Linked DNA regions of Sus scrofa: region 2 is linked to region 1. Evidence: chromatin contacts called from public HiChIP or PLAC-seq data. All regions are on one chromosome and are shown on one strand. The core of a region is the stretch at or near the end of the contact, and the rest is flanking DNA. Distances in the headings are between cores, read along the strand shown. Region 1 holds the start of DNPH1 (2'-deoxynucleoside 5'-phosphate N-hydrolase 1). Region 2 holds the start of ZNF318 (zinc finger protein 318).

What was found. HiChIP or PLAC-seq counts read pairs in DNA pulled down with a chosen protein or histone mark.
Region 2: a contact with region 1 is called in an H3K27ac HiChIP or PLAC-seq map of skeletal muscle, with 3 times the contacts expected there. The contact joins the promoter of ZNF318 here to the promoter of DNPH1 in region 1. A contact is called at or near these places in 2 of 5 promoter capture datasets (fetal liver and liver), 4 of 47 Hi-C or Micro-C datasets (embryonic fibroblasts, heart right ventricle and liver) and 2 of 2 datasets of contacts at active chromatin or transcription factors (alveolar macrophages and skeletal muscle).

The regions. Positions count from the first base shown.
Region 1 is chr7:38,264,465-38,270,684 of Sscrofa11.1, reverse strand. It overlaps DNPH1 (2'-deoxynucleoside 5'-phosphate N-hydrolase 1), which reads left to right and starts at 3,324. Exons shown (of 4, transcript XM_021098744.1): 1 at 3,324-3,625; 2 at 6,182-6,220. The coding sequence starts at 3,346.
Region 2 is chr7:38,387,446-38,393,617 of Sscrofa11.1, reverse strand. ZNF318 (zinc finger protein 318) reads left to right here and starts at 4,888. Exons shown (of 10, transcript XM_021098752.1): 1 at 4,888-5,349. The coding sequence starts at 4,888.

The sequences.
Region 1 (6,220 bases), core at 2,075-4,574:
GAGTGTTTCATAAAAAACAAGCTTTAAAAAAAATGTATCCCCAGGAGTTCCCTGATGGCTCAGTGGGTTAAAGATCAGGCAGAGTTCCTGTTGGGGCTCAACAGTAATGAACCCAACAGGTATCTGTGAGGATGTGGGTTCAATCCATGGCCTCGTTCAGTGGTTTAAGGATCTAGCTTTGCTCTGAGCTGCGGTGTAGGTCACAGACAAGGCTCAGATCTGCTGTTGCTGTGGCTCTTGCCGAGGTCGGCAGCTGTAGCTCCAATTCACCCCCTAGCCTGGGAACTTCTATATGCGGTGGGTGCAGCCCTAAAGAGCAAAAAATTAATTAATTAAAAAAAAAAGATCTGGCATTGTCACTGCTGTGGCTTGGGTCACTGCTATAGCAAGGGTTCAATCCCTGGCCCCAGAAATTCCATATGGTGATTGGGTCACTTTGCTGTACAACAGAACTTGAAGAAACATTGCAAATCAACTATACTTTAAGAAAAAAAAAAAAAAAGAAAAAGAAATTTCCCCATGTTGCAGGCAAGGCCAAAAAAAAAAAAAAAAAAATCCCCAAAGCAATAGATTAAAAGAGGCTTAAAAGGCATGTAAAAAATGAGTAAGGGAGTTCCCATCGTGGCTCAGTGGTTAACGAATCTGACTAGGAACCATGGAGTTGCAGGTTCAATCCCTGGCCTCGCTCAGTGGGTTAAGGATCCAGCGTTGCCGTGAGCTGTGGCATAGGTCACAGATGCGGCTCGGATCTGATGTTGCTGTGACTGTCGTGTAGGCCAGCAGCTGTAGCTCCAATTAGACCCCTAGCCTGGGAATCTCCATATGCCACAGGTGTGGCCCTAAAAAAAAAGCTTCATGAGAAATAATATACATATCAATAAAATTTGCCAGTTGTAAGGGTACAATTTAATAATAAGTTGTAAATTGTAGAGTTGCGCAATCATCACTACAGTTCGGTTCTAGAATATGTTCCTACCCTGAAAATTTTCCTTGGGGCTCTGTAATCAGTTTCTACTCCCCTCAGCCTTCCACTAGTCTGTTTTCTGTATCTCTAAATATGCCTTTTCTGGACATTTGATGTAAATGCAATCATACAATATGTAGTCTTCTGCTCTCTCTACTAGCATATAAATTTAATACACCAGGGAGTTCCCGTCGTGGCGCAGTGGTTAACAAATCCGACTAGGAAACATGAGGTTGCGGTTCGATCCCTGGCCTTGCTCAGTGGGATAAGGATCTGGTGTTGCCGTGAGCTGTGGTGAAAAGTCCCAGATGCAACTCGGATCCCGCGTTGCTGTGGCTGTGGCGTAGGCCGGTGGCCACAGCTCCAATTGAACCCCTAGCCTGGGAACCTCCATATGCCACGAGAGCGGCCCAAGAAATGGCAAAAAGACAAAAAAATAAATAAAAAATAAAAATACACCAGTCCACTCACTATCCTCGCACCACCCCCATCCCATCACTTGGTGCCCCGCCCAACTCAGGCCTCTCTGCCTTGAGCAGAGGATTTGAGCTGCCAGCCATGACTGGCTCTGCATCCACATCCAACTCAACTGTGGTCACAGAACCAAACACGGGCCCTTGTGTCCCATCTGGAGATAGACAAAATATGCTTTTTCCTCCTTCTCCTTCATCCTAACGCAGAAAGAAGGGGAAGCCCCATTGGAAGTGTGGGCCCTAAGGACATGGAAGCTGGCTTTTTGTTTTTTAAGGTCTCAGAGTGAGAAACAAGATGCTCCATGTTTATATGTGCAGGTGAGATCCTCACTGTGGCAAGAACCAGAGGAAGGTGTGATGGCGGGAGGGGGGGTTGCCCATCGAGGGAGCCTGGCACCTGAGGGGCCTCCTAAGGATGCACGTGTGACTGGGAGTGAGAAGGTGCCCGGGGCCCTGGTGCACAGCTGAGCACACACACGTTTGCCCCTTGGTCCCCGTCTTTGGAGCTGGGCCCATCAGAGGACAGAGATGGTCTAAGGCCTCCTTGCCTTCTCTGTGTGTCTTTGCATTTTTAAAAGTTGTTACTGTGTTTGCTCTGTCACCTCACGGTTTTGGTACTTCACAGTTAATCAGGAAGAATTCATGGGACACCACGGACGGAGGCTCCTCTGGAATATGGAACTGGGCTCTCAGGCTTCCTTTGCACTGCGTGCTCTCTTGTTCCACTTGAACGTCTGGTTCTAAATTTGTTTCATTTTCACCATAAAATGAGGGGGAATCATTGTGATGAGCAGCGAGCCATGGTGTGTCTCCCCCAAGACCTTGCTTGAGCAGATTAGAAGGTGCCTTCAAAAGCCGCTTCTCTCTGCACCCACTCATTCATTCAGGACATAGGTGATAAGTGTTTCCTACATGCCAGGCACAGTTCTGAAAGCTGAGGATACAGCAGTGAACAAACAGATGAAAATCCCTGCCCTCCTGGGGGCTTAGATTCTACCGAGTATAGAAAGACATAGAACAAAATTAATTTATTAAGCGTCCCCTCGTGCCCAGCGGCTTAAGGATCTGGCATTGTCACTGCAGCAGCGTGGGTACTTGCTGTGGCTTGGGTTGGATCCCTGGCCCGGGAACTTGTGCATTTCAGGAGCACAGCCAAAATAATAATAATAATAAACAATTTGGTACAGGGGAGGAGAAAGGACAAGGCAGAGGAGGGGGTGGGGTGGGGGACTGCCCTCTGGAAGAAGGGGGTCAGGGAAGATGACCTGAACAGCCTTGGAGGAGGTGAGCACGTGACCAGGGAGCTCTGAGGAACAAAAGGCTGCAGGGCACAGCAGAGGCAAAGGATCGGAGACAAGAGCACGACCAGCTTGCCTGAGGAACAGCCAGGAAGGCAGAGTGGCTGCAGAGAAGTCAGTGAGCTAATGGCCCTGGGACGAGAGAAGTGAGAGGGTCACCAGAGCCTGTGGGGCTGATGGGCCCCTGTGGGGGGTTGGGTGTGACCCCACGTGAGATGGGAGCCCTTGGAGGGTTTGGCTGAGGAGGGTCAAGGCCTAAGCAATGAGTGTTCCCAGGGTCACCCTGCAGGAGACCAGACTGTGTAGCAGGAAAGTGGGGAGCCTGTGAGGACGCTGCTGAGAGAGGGAGTGGAGGCTTGGAGGAGGGTGGCTGAGTGGAGGTGGTGGGTGTGTGACCAGGCAGGACCCAGAGGGGGTTTTCCCTGGACAGGCCTCTCCCCATACCCATAGGCTCTGATTTAGCTCCTCGCTGGATAATCGTATCTGCTGCGCGTTTCCTGCGTTGTTTTACAGATTCTAAACCACCAGCACGTGGAAGAAATTGACTACTTGATGATCCTGAGCAGGTAACGCCCCCCCACCCCCAGCGTCTGGCTCCTAAGGATTGACGATGTTAACTCCTGGGGCACCGCGCCCTGTTGCCTACCTCGCCTTGGCCAATCAGGCAATTACTCAAGAGCTGATCCTACACCCTGGGGCGTCCCCCGCCCCCCTCACCTGGCCTTTAAAAATGTTTTCCTTAACCCCAGGGTGGGGTTTTTCATGTTTTGAGGTCCTGCTTAGCGCGGTGCATGATGGCTCCACTTCCCTTCACCACCACGAGGTGGCAGTAAATTGGCTTTTCTGCGTCAGGGGCCAATTTACCAGGATCCAAGGCTGGTTCCTAACAGGTGTGCATGTGAGTCTATGACTGGAGAGGAGCGCCGCTGGAAGCTGTGGTCGGGTAGGACGTAGGGTTTGATGAAGAGTCAAGAATGTCTTCCAGGTCGGGACGGTGGGGGGTGAACAGTTGAGAGGAATGAGTCGCCATCGGCAGAAACGGGCTTTCCTGGGGTGGAGGGCTGCCAGGAGCAGTGGGTGAGATGGGAGGACCTTTCCTCCCGCTTGGACAAGTTAAAGAAGTACCGGGAGTAGGTGAGCTCCCAGCTGTGTCTGCCTAGCGCGCCTTCGTTTCAAAGGTGTGGTCACTCACAGACCCCAGCCGAGCCGGGGGCGGGGCTGGGCCTGGTCACGTGAGGGGGAGGGGGCACAGGGCAGCGTGATGGCCGCAGAGGCGACACCAGTGGTTGGAGCGCTGAAGGGTGGGGATCTCCCGGGGCCCGGGCAGAAGCCCCAACCGGCTCGTCGGGCCTTGTATTTCTGCGGGAGCATCCGTGGAGGACGCGAGGACCAGGCACTGTACGGGCGGATCGTGTCGCGGCTGCGGCGCTTTGGGGCTGTGCTTACGGAACACGTGGCCGCAGCCGAGCTGAGCGCGCGCGGTGAGGCCGCCGGGCGCGGGCCAAGGGGAGGGCGCCGGCGGTGTCGGGTCCGGGCGTTGGCCCCCCTCCTGCTGAGTGCTTCCGGCAGCGCCCCTGCCCGAGAAGGAAAGGGCCCGGGGTCAGATGGCGTGTACGTCGCAATGCACCGGCCCTGTGAGCCCACTCCTCCCATGCAGTTAGTCTCCCCTTTGGTTCCTTTTTGGAGAACTTTCTTGGGCTCTTTCCAGACGCGTTTGTAGGGAGCAGCTGAATGGGAGTGGGCCTCGCCTGGCTGCACATCCCTCCTATAGAGAACGAAGCTCACCTGCCTTTACCCCTCTTTGGCGTGGAGGTATCAGCCCTCCCTCAGACCCGGGGACCCCTGTTCCTGAGACCACCGTCCCTCCCAGGCCCCCTGATTGGGCTGTTACTAATGCATCCTGCTCGTTCTGCTGGGTTGGCTTGGTTTCTGGACAGCTTTCTACTTAGGAAATGGCGCCAGAATTCTTGTACTTCTCAGAAAACCTTAAGTGTTTCCCTTGCCCCATTTAGGGGCAGATTTAGGTTTGTGCGACCTAATGCAGTCCTGAGAAACCTTTTATTTTTGTCCGCACCTGCAGCATATGGAAATTCTCAGGCCAGGGATTGAATCCTACTGGGGAGAGCTGCAGCAATGCAGGATCCTTTAACCCACTACACTGGGCCAGGAAGCAAACCTGCACCTCCACAGAGACCTGAGCTGCTGCAGTCGGATTCCTAACTCACTGTGCCACACAGCGCACTCACAACGTGGGATCTTCATTCAACTGAGCCCCCAGAGAATCCCCACCCCCACCCCAATACCTCTTTAAAAGAGAAAATCACAAAATGGTAAGGGCTTTGGAGTTCCTGTTGTGATTCAGTGATAACCAACCCAGCTGCTACCCATGAAGATGTGGATTCAACCCCTGGCCTGCCTCAGTGGGTTAAGGATCTGGTGTTGCTGTGAGCTGTGGTGTAGGTTGCAGACACTGCTAGGAACTGGTGTTGCTGTGGCTATTGCATAGGCCGCTGGATGCAACTCCAATTTGACAGCAAGCCCTAGAACTTCCAAATACTGCACATGCAGCCCTTAAAAAAAATAATAAAAATTGCTAGGTCTTTGGGAAGGGGCTGTGCCAGCCAGGGACCCTGAGGCTTAAGGTTCCTTGGTTTCAGGGCCTGTCCCCCCTGCCTGGTGGTTCTCCACCTTCACTGAGCTCAGCCATCATGTGAGGGAGCTTGTTGAAAAGGCAGATTCTGGGATAAAGCCTCCAAGGCCATCTGTAGCAAGCTCTCCAGGATTCTGCTCTGACTTGGTGGCTGGGAGCCTGCTCTGCGCCTCGGGGATGACACTGACTCAAGCTGGAGCACTGGGATCCTTGCCCTGTGCCCCCAGCACCTCTCCTGCCTGCCTTCAGGCCACCTGCTGCTGCTGCTGGTTACACTTGGCCTTCAGGCGCTGGTTCTCCGACTTTGTGGGGTGTGATGAGAATCAGCTGGAAGGCTCAGGAAGCAGCCTGGGCTCGGGGCCCCCTGGGTCTTGGTCGTTTGAGCAAGTTCTCAGCTAGATTCTCATGCCTCCCAAAGCTGAAGAGCCTCTGAGGCTCTAGGTGCCTTGGGCGGCCAGTCTCTGGCTGCTGCCTGCCCTCCCCGCACCTGGGATGCCCGTTCCCCTCCTGTCCCCTCTGATGCCTGACCCGCAGTGAGTTCCTGCTTCCCCTTGCCTGGACCACTCCTCTGGCCCTGACCACACGTCCCACCTTGCACAGGACTGCGTTTTTCTTGTGGGCTGTTCCACACCCTCCCTGTTTTCACAGAGCCCTCGTGTTGGGTGGGCCCCTGGCTGTCATCTGTCACGTCTTCCCGCCTTCCCTGAGCAGGGGGATCCTGGGTTGCCAAGGGCCGAGGGGAGTGCTTGAGGAGCAGGGCGGGGCAGGCCCCTGACCAGCTCTGCCTCAACCACAGGAGAGGAGGCTGCTGCGGATGACAGAGCCATCCATGAGC
Region 2 (6,172 bases), core at 3,639-6,138, 120 kb before region 1:
ATGTCTGCCACAAGGGGTGTGTGTGTGTGAGCCTTAAGCCATTTCACCATCTTCATCAGATGTCTAGTAAGTTTTCTCAATTGAGGACAGGCAACAGGTGTCACAGGATGTTGATTAGATTCTTCCTTCTGCTTGTCTTGTTAGCAAAGGCCTCAAAAGCAGAAAGGAATACAGTAGAAGCTAGGTAACCTCTTCTCCCGTCCACCTCAAAGGGCGATGGGAAGAGATTGTGAACCAGTCTTCCAGCCTTACTACTGATCCATTTTGAGTCTGTATAAGATAATAATTGGGTTGGGGAGTTACCTATGGGCTACTATTTCCTCTCCCATTGTTCTAAGGAGGGAGAGGGGTTTTCCCTTTGCCTAAAGCCAAGTGAGATAGAGGCCTCTGCTAGTACCTCTCAGAATGTTTGGCTTATATCTCCTGGGGTTAGGAATTCCCTAGGGGTTAATGTCCTAATTCTCTCCTGAGGAAGTTCAAAAGCAAGATGCTGGCTGACAAGATTCACTGGGATGGTAAGTAAGGGATGGCATGAAGAGCAAGCTGCACTGCCCTTGCCAGCAGAGCAAAGATGCACAAGTTGTCTTGTGGGCCAAGTGTACCCAGAAGGAAACCTACATGGAATCATTTTAAAAGGGTCCTTCCTGGAGTTCCCACTGTGGTGAAGTGGAAACGAATCCAACTAGTATCCATGAGGATGCTGATTTGATCTCTGGCCTCACTCAGCGGGTTAAGGATCCGGTATTGCCGAGAGCTGCTTGGATCCAGCTTTGCTGTGGCTGTGGTGTAGGCCGGCAGCTATAGCTCCCATTGGACCCCTAGCCTGGGAACTTCCATATGCCACAGGTGTGGCCCTAAAAAGCAATCGATCAATCAATCAATCAATAAAAAGGCCCTTCCCATGAGCGATGCCCAGAGAGGAAAGGGACTTCAGGAGAGTAAGTTTTACATGGGATAAACCTCCCATGTAAAGGTAGACTACCATAGGCAGTCAACAAGAGGAGAGACACTGCCTAGGTCCTGCCAAGACAGTCATTAAAAAGTCCGCAAAAAAAAAAAAAAAAAAAAAAATTAAAAAAATTAAAAAAAAAAAAAAGTCCGCAAAGGTGATGCAAGAGAGAAAAAGCCAACATTTGTGACTCCTCCACGTCCACAAGGAGTCAGCTTTTGAAGATAACAGCATCCTGTACCAATTGGGAAAAACCGTGCCCCTTTCTCCTGACCCCTTCTTCTCCTGCACCAAGTTCTGGGGGCAGGGGTTCAGGAATAGCACCTGGCAGTAGGGAAAGAGAAGTTACCTCGAGGAGTAAAGTAGGGATGTGGAGAAGCCTAGCACACCTCCCTTCATCACGGCAAGCTTCACACCTCAAACAGGCAAGCGCTGAGGAGGGCAGAACCTTTAGTTTGAAGTTTAGAGTTGAACTACATTTAGGGCAGGTGTGAAGGGGAAGCAGGAGAGTTTTCCAATTATATAACATGGAGGCCAGCTCTCTTGATAAAAATAGTTATTCAATAATAATAAAGAAAGATTGAGGAAGAAAAGTTGATAGAGTGTAACTAACTCTGATTTAGAATTTAGTGACTCCAAATATCTGTAAATACCTATTCACATTTTCTTCATTTTTTTTTTTTTGTCTTTTTTTTGCTATTTCTTGGGCCACTCCCTCGGCATATGGAGTTTCCCAGGCTAGGGGTCTAATCGGAGCTGTAGCCGCCAGCCTACACCAGAGCCACAGCAACGCAGGATCCGAGCCGCCTCTGTGACCTACACCACAGCTCACGGTAATGCCGGATCGTTAACCCACTGAGCAAGGGCGGGGATCGAACCTGCAACCTCATGGTTCCTAGTCGGATTTGTTAACCACTGCACCACGACAGGAACTCCCCATTTTCTTCATATTTACTTAGATCCCACCAAAAGCATGGGTAACCAAAATTCATATACAGGTTAATAAAGACAGAGTATACGCCTCTGGCAGAGTTTAGTTATTTTTTCCTTAAAATAACTTTTATTGTTTTTGTTATATAAATTATATGGATAGCCCAAAAGTCATAAAATATGGATGAGAACAAACAAAACAAAAAACACCTGCATCATAGTCAACATTAGGCAAGGGTTATACTGTGCTGGCAAATTATCCCTCAAAATCTCAGTGCTTAACAGAACAAGGTTTTATTTCATGCTCATGGAATATGTCCAGCTCAGGGTGGATGCAAGTTGCTCTGCTCCACACATTCACTCAGGACCCAGGCTGACAGGCTACACCACCTGGAACATGGTAGCTTCACAAGTGTTGCCATAGCAAGGGAAGAGAAAGTATAGACATATTATAACTCCTTCCTGACTGGGCCTGGAAGTGATATAATGGGCTTCCATTCACAGCTTATAGTGACTAGAAATGATCACAAGACTCCCCTTTCTGAAAGGGTTCGGAAAGAAATGTCCTTTTCCTCATGCCCAGCATGAGAGGAGATCCATATATCTGTGAGCCCTGGTAATGTCTCCTAGATCTCCTAATCCTATAAACCCAGAGATGACTAAAATCAAATTTGCTAGACATTTTACACAGCAGCTTCTCTTAGACAGGCTTCCACCCTTCTCTGATAGGGCTTTTCTGTTACTGAGCTAGTATATCTGAATCTCTGAGTGCATGTCTCTGCGGCACTAGACATGTTATGAAATATGTTTTTAGACTGCTCAGAAACCTTGTGTATAACTCAGATTTTCTGGTTAAGAGTCATCGCTTGGAGTTCCCATCGTGGCACAGCGGTTAAGGAATCCGACTAGGAACCATGAGGCGGTGGGTTCGGTCCCTGCCCTTGCTCAGTGGGTTAACGATCTGGCGTTGCCGTGAGCTGTGGTGTAGGTTGCAGACGCGGCTCGGATCCTGCGTTGCTGTGGCTCTGGCGTAGGCCAGTGGCTACAGCTCCGATTAGACCCCCTACCCTGGGAATCTCCAGATGCCACGGGAGTGGCCCAAAGAAATAGCAAAAAGACAAAAAGACAAAAAAAAAAAAAAAAATCATTGCTTTCTCAAGTTTTACTTTCTTTTCCTTTCACCACCAGTCCTGGTATTTAGTTTTCTTTTCACAAAGAAACCCCATTTAAAAAACTCTTTACTGCCAAATTACACAACTGAAAGAAAGCAATAGAATTGGATTGAGATGTGGACAAAAAGCACTTGGCAGCATTCATTCATTAGCTGGGTGACTTATTCTCTCATGATGACTTCAGGATATAGATAATCCCAATTCATGTTCCAAACAGCTGTTAAAATAATTTGATTTTAATATGGATTACGTAAGGCTTCATATCCCCAATCCACGTAAACTATAGGAAACAGAATCATTAAAGTGTTAAAAATATGTAGAAGAATATATTAATAACCTTGACACACTGAAGGCCTCCTTAAGCCACAAAATCCAAAAGTCAGGAATTGGAATTCAAACGCCTATACAGAGCAAGCAAGTAATACTGAGTGAAGAAAGCTGAGTATGAGAAAAATCACCTCATAAAAATTTTACTTCATTTTTACCGAGCTATAATGTAAGCAAGTGCCATTTTAAAAACATCTGAAATATATTTAAAATATTTTTAAATATATTTAAAAAATAGAAAAATATAAATTAGAGAACGGTAATCTTTTACAATCATTTTTTTCTTTGTCTTTGCTTTGGAGTCAGAAACCCTGATTTTCATATCAATTTCAGGTTTTGCGTCTCTAGCTGATAGAAGAAAACTGTCAAGCCATTACTGTACTTTGAAGAGTTTAGCTGGTTAGGGTCAACATTGTTTTTCATATTTTCACTGTTGTTCTTTTATATGTCATCTTTTTCCTCATTTTTGAACTTGGCATGCAGGACCTTGAGACTGGACACTACCATTATAGCCAGGCATCCTGGAAAATTCTGGTCATAAACTTGCGGGGTTGGGCGTGGGGTTCTGAATTGCTCCCCCAAACTCTCCAGGCCTCCAATCTGTCATAACGTAGACCCCTGGCAGTGACTCCCCCAGCCATACCCAGTAAGTGTTCTGGTTGAGACAGCGACTGTGTTACTCGTATGTTTGCTTTGGGTTTGACTCTCCTTCCGGAATCGGCCCCCATTTCGCACGTCCCCATACTCAATTTCACCCTCTAGAAAACAGGCAAACTGAAAAGTAAACTAACTGACCGCTGTCAGCGGCTTCCGTGGGGGCCAGGACTCTTATGGTTGCTCCTGCCCAGGTGCGGTAATCTTCGTTTTACCTAATGCTTTGGCGGTTACTTATAGTACCATCATTTATAACCATTTGTGGTCCTGATGTAAATTAATAGGGTGCAGGAGAGCAAAGACGGTCCAGCACCCTCGAAGCCCGCTGCTTCCCGAGGCCTTGAGCATCCTCAGAAAAGCCGACTTCGCTCGCGCTAATCCCTTTCCTTCCGCTAGGCCAGCCCCGCGCGGAGCCCTCGGGGTCACGTGGTCGCCGGGGGGGAGGGGAAGTGGGCGGCTCAGCGGCCGCCATCTTGCCCGTGTGGAGGCGGAGCGTGAGGAGCGCTGGTCGCGCGCTTCCCCTCCCCTCCGCTCGCCCAGCCTCGCGCCGCCCGCCGAGCTCCTCCCAACTTCGGGCTCCTGTGGCCGCTCCCTGAGTGGAGGAGCGGGGAGCCCCGGAGGGCGGGGGGGTGTGTCGGGCGCGTGCTCGCCCTCCAACCGCCAGCCGCGGCCGCGGGGGCGCGCTCGGCCGGGCCCCAGGGGCGGTGCGGGGCCGAGGGGAGGGGGTCGCGCCTGCTGTGGGGGCGGCGCGCGGCGGCCGTGGCTGCCCCGGCTGCAGCTGCGGCGGCGCGCTGGGGGCTCGCGTTCAGGGCGCCCCCGGTCAGAGCTGCTGCCGTGGCCGCGGCTGCCGGAGCCATGTACCGCAGCGGCGCCCGCTCCTCGGTCTCTTCGCACCGGCCTAAAGAGAGCGGCGGGGGCGGCCCGCGCACCGGCCGCAGCTCCGGCTCCTCCTCAGGCCCGGCTCGTCGCACCTCGCCGCCGTCCTCCGGCTCCTCCTCGTCGCGGACGCCGGCTCGCCGGCCCCGCTCTCCCTCAGGGCACCGCGGCCGCCGGGCCTCGCCGTCCCCGCCGCGGGGTCGCCGCGGCTCCCCGTCCCCGCCCCGCGGCCGCCGGGCCTCGCCGTCCCCACCGCGGGGTCGTCGCGTCTCACCGTCCCCACCGCGGGCCCGTCGCGGTTCCCCGTCGTCGCCGCCGCCGCGGGGCCGACGACTCTTCCCGCCGGGCTCGGCTGGTTTCCGAGGCAGCAGCCGGGGGGACTCCCGCTCCGACTTCGCCCGGGACGGCCGCGGAGACCATCCAGGCGACAGCGGCAGCCGGGTAATCCCACCCCTCGCCCGGGACTCCCTCCACACTCCAGCCGCCTTGCCCCGGGTTCCCGCTTCCAGAGGCGCCCGCAGCTCGGGCGCCCCGAGGCCTCCAGGCCGGGGTCTCCACATCCAAGGCCCTCCGCCCCCACGGGCCCCCTTAGAGACGCCCGAACCGGGAGGTTCCCGGTCAGTCCCGGCAGCTTCATTTGCACAATAACGGATTCGGGACGCGCCCGGGCGTCGGGTTGGGAGGCAGTGCTGCATTTCCTGGGAATAAGCCGATTCTCTCACTCTGGGTGAGGTGTGGAAAAGTTTCCCGGGACGAGGGGAATCTCCTCCCAGCCTGGTACTTTTTCAATAGTTGGTGTCCTCTGAGTTCCGTGGTTTTGTATCCTCCTAGACCTCAGCTGCTCCCTGGATCTTAAAAAGGCTGAAATGTCTTTGTGGCTAGTTAGGGTGGCTTGTACCGCCCCAGAGTAGACACCTAGAATATGTGAACTGTTAGCTCCCCGAAATCGAAATGTGTGTACCCACAGTCGTTTTAATAGCTGCTGCCACTTACTGAATTATGTGACAGGAATGATGCTTAGCTCACTTTAAAACATTCTCTTTGAACATTCACAACCCTTTGATATGAGGGTACCTCCTTATCTAAGAGCTGAGGAACCCAGAGCGGTTTAAGTAACTTAAAGCCATTCAGCGAAGAAGTGGTGGAGTGTGATTCAATTCATTTATGCTTGCTTCCCAACACTGAGTTTAACTGTTATGTTTCCCTGCTAAAGGGACAGACCATGAGGTAAAGGAGTTTAGTTTAGATGTAACATTGACGTCCC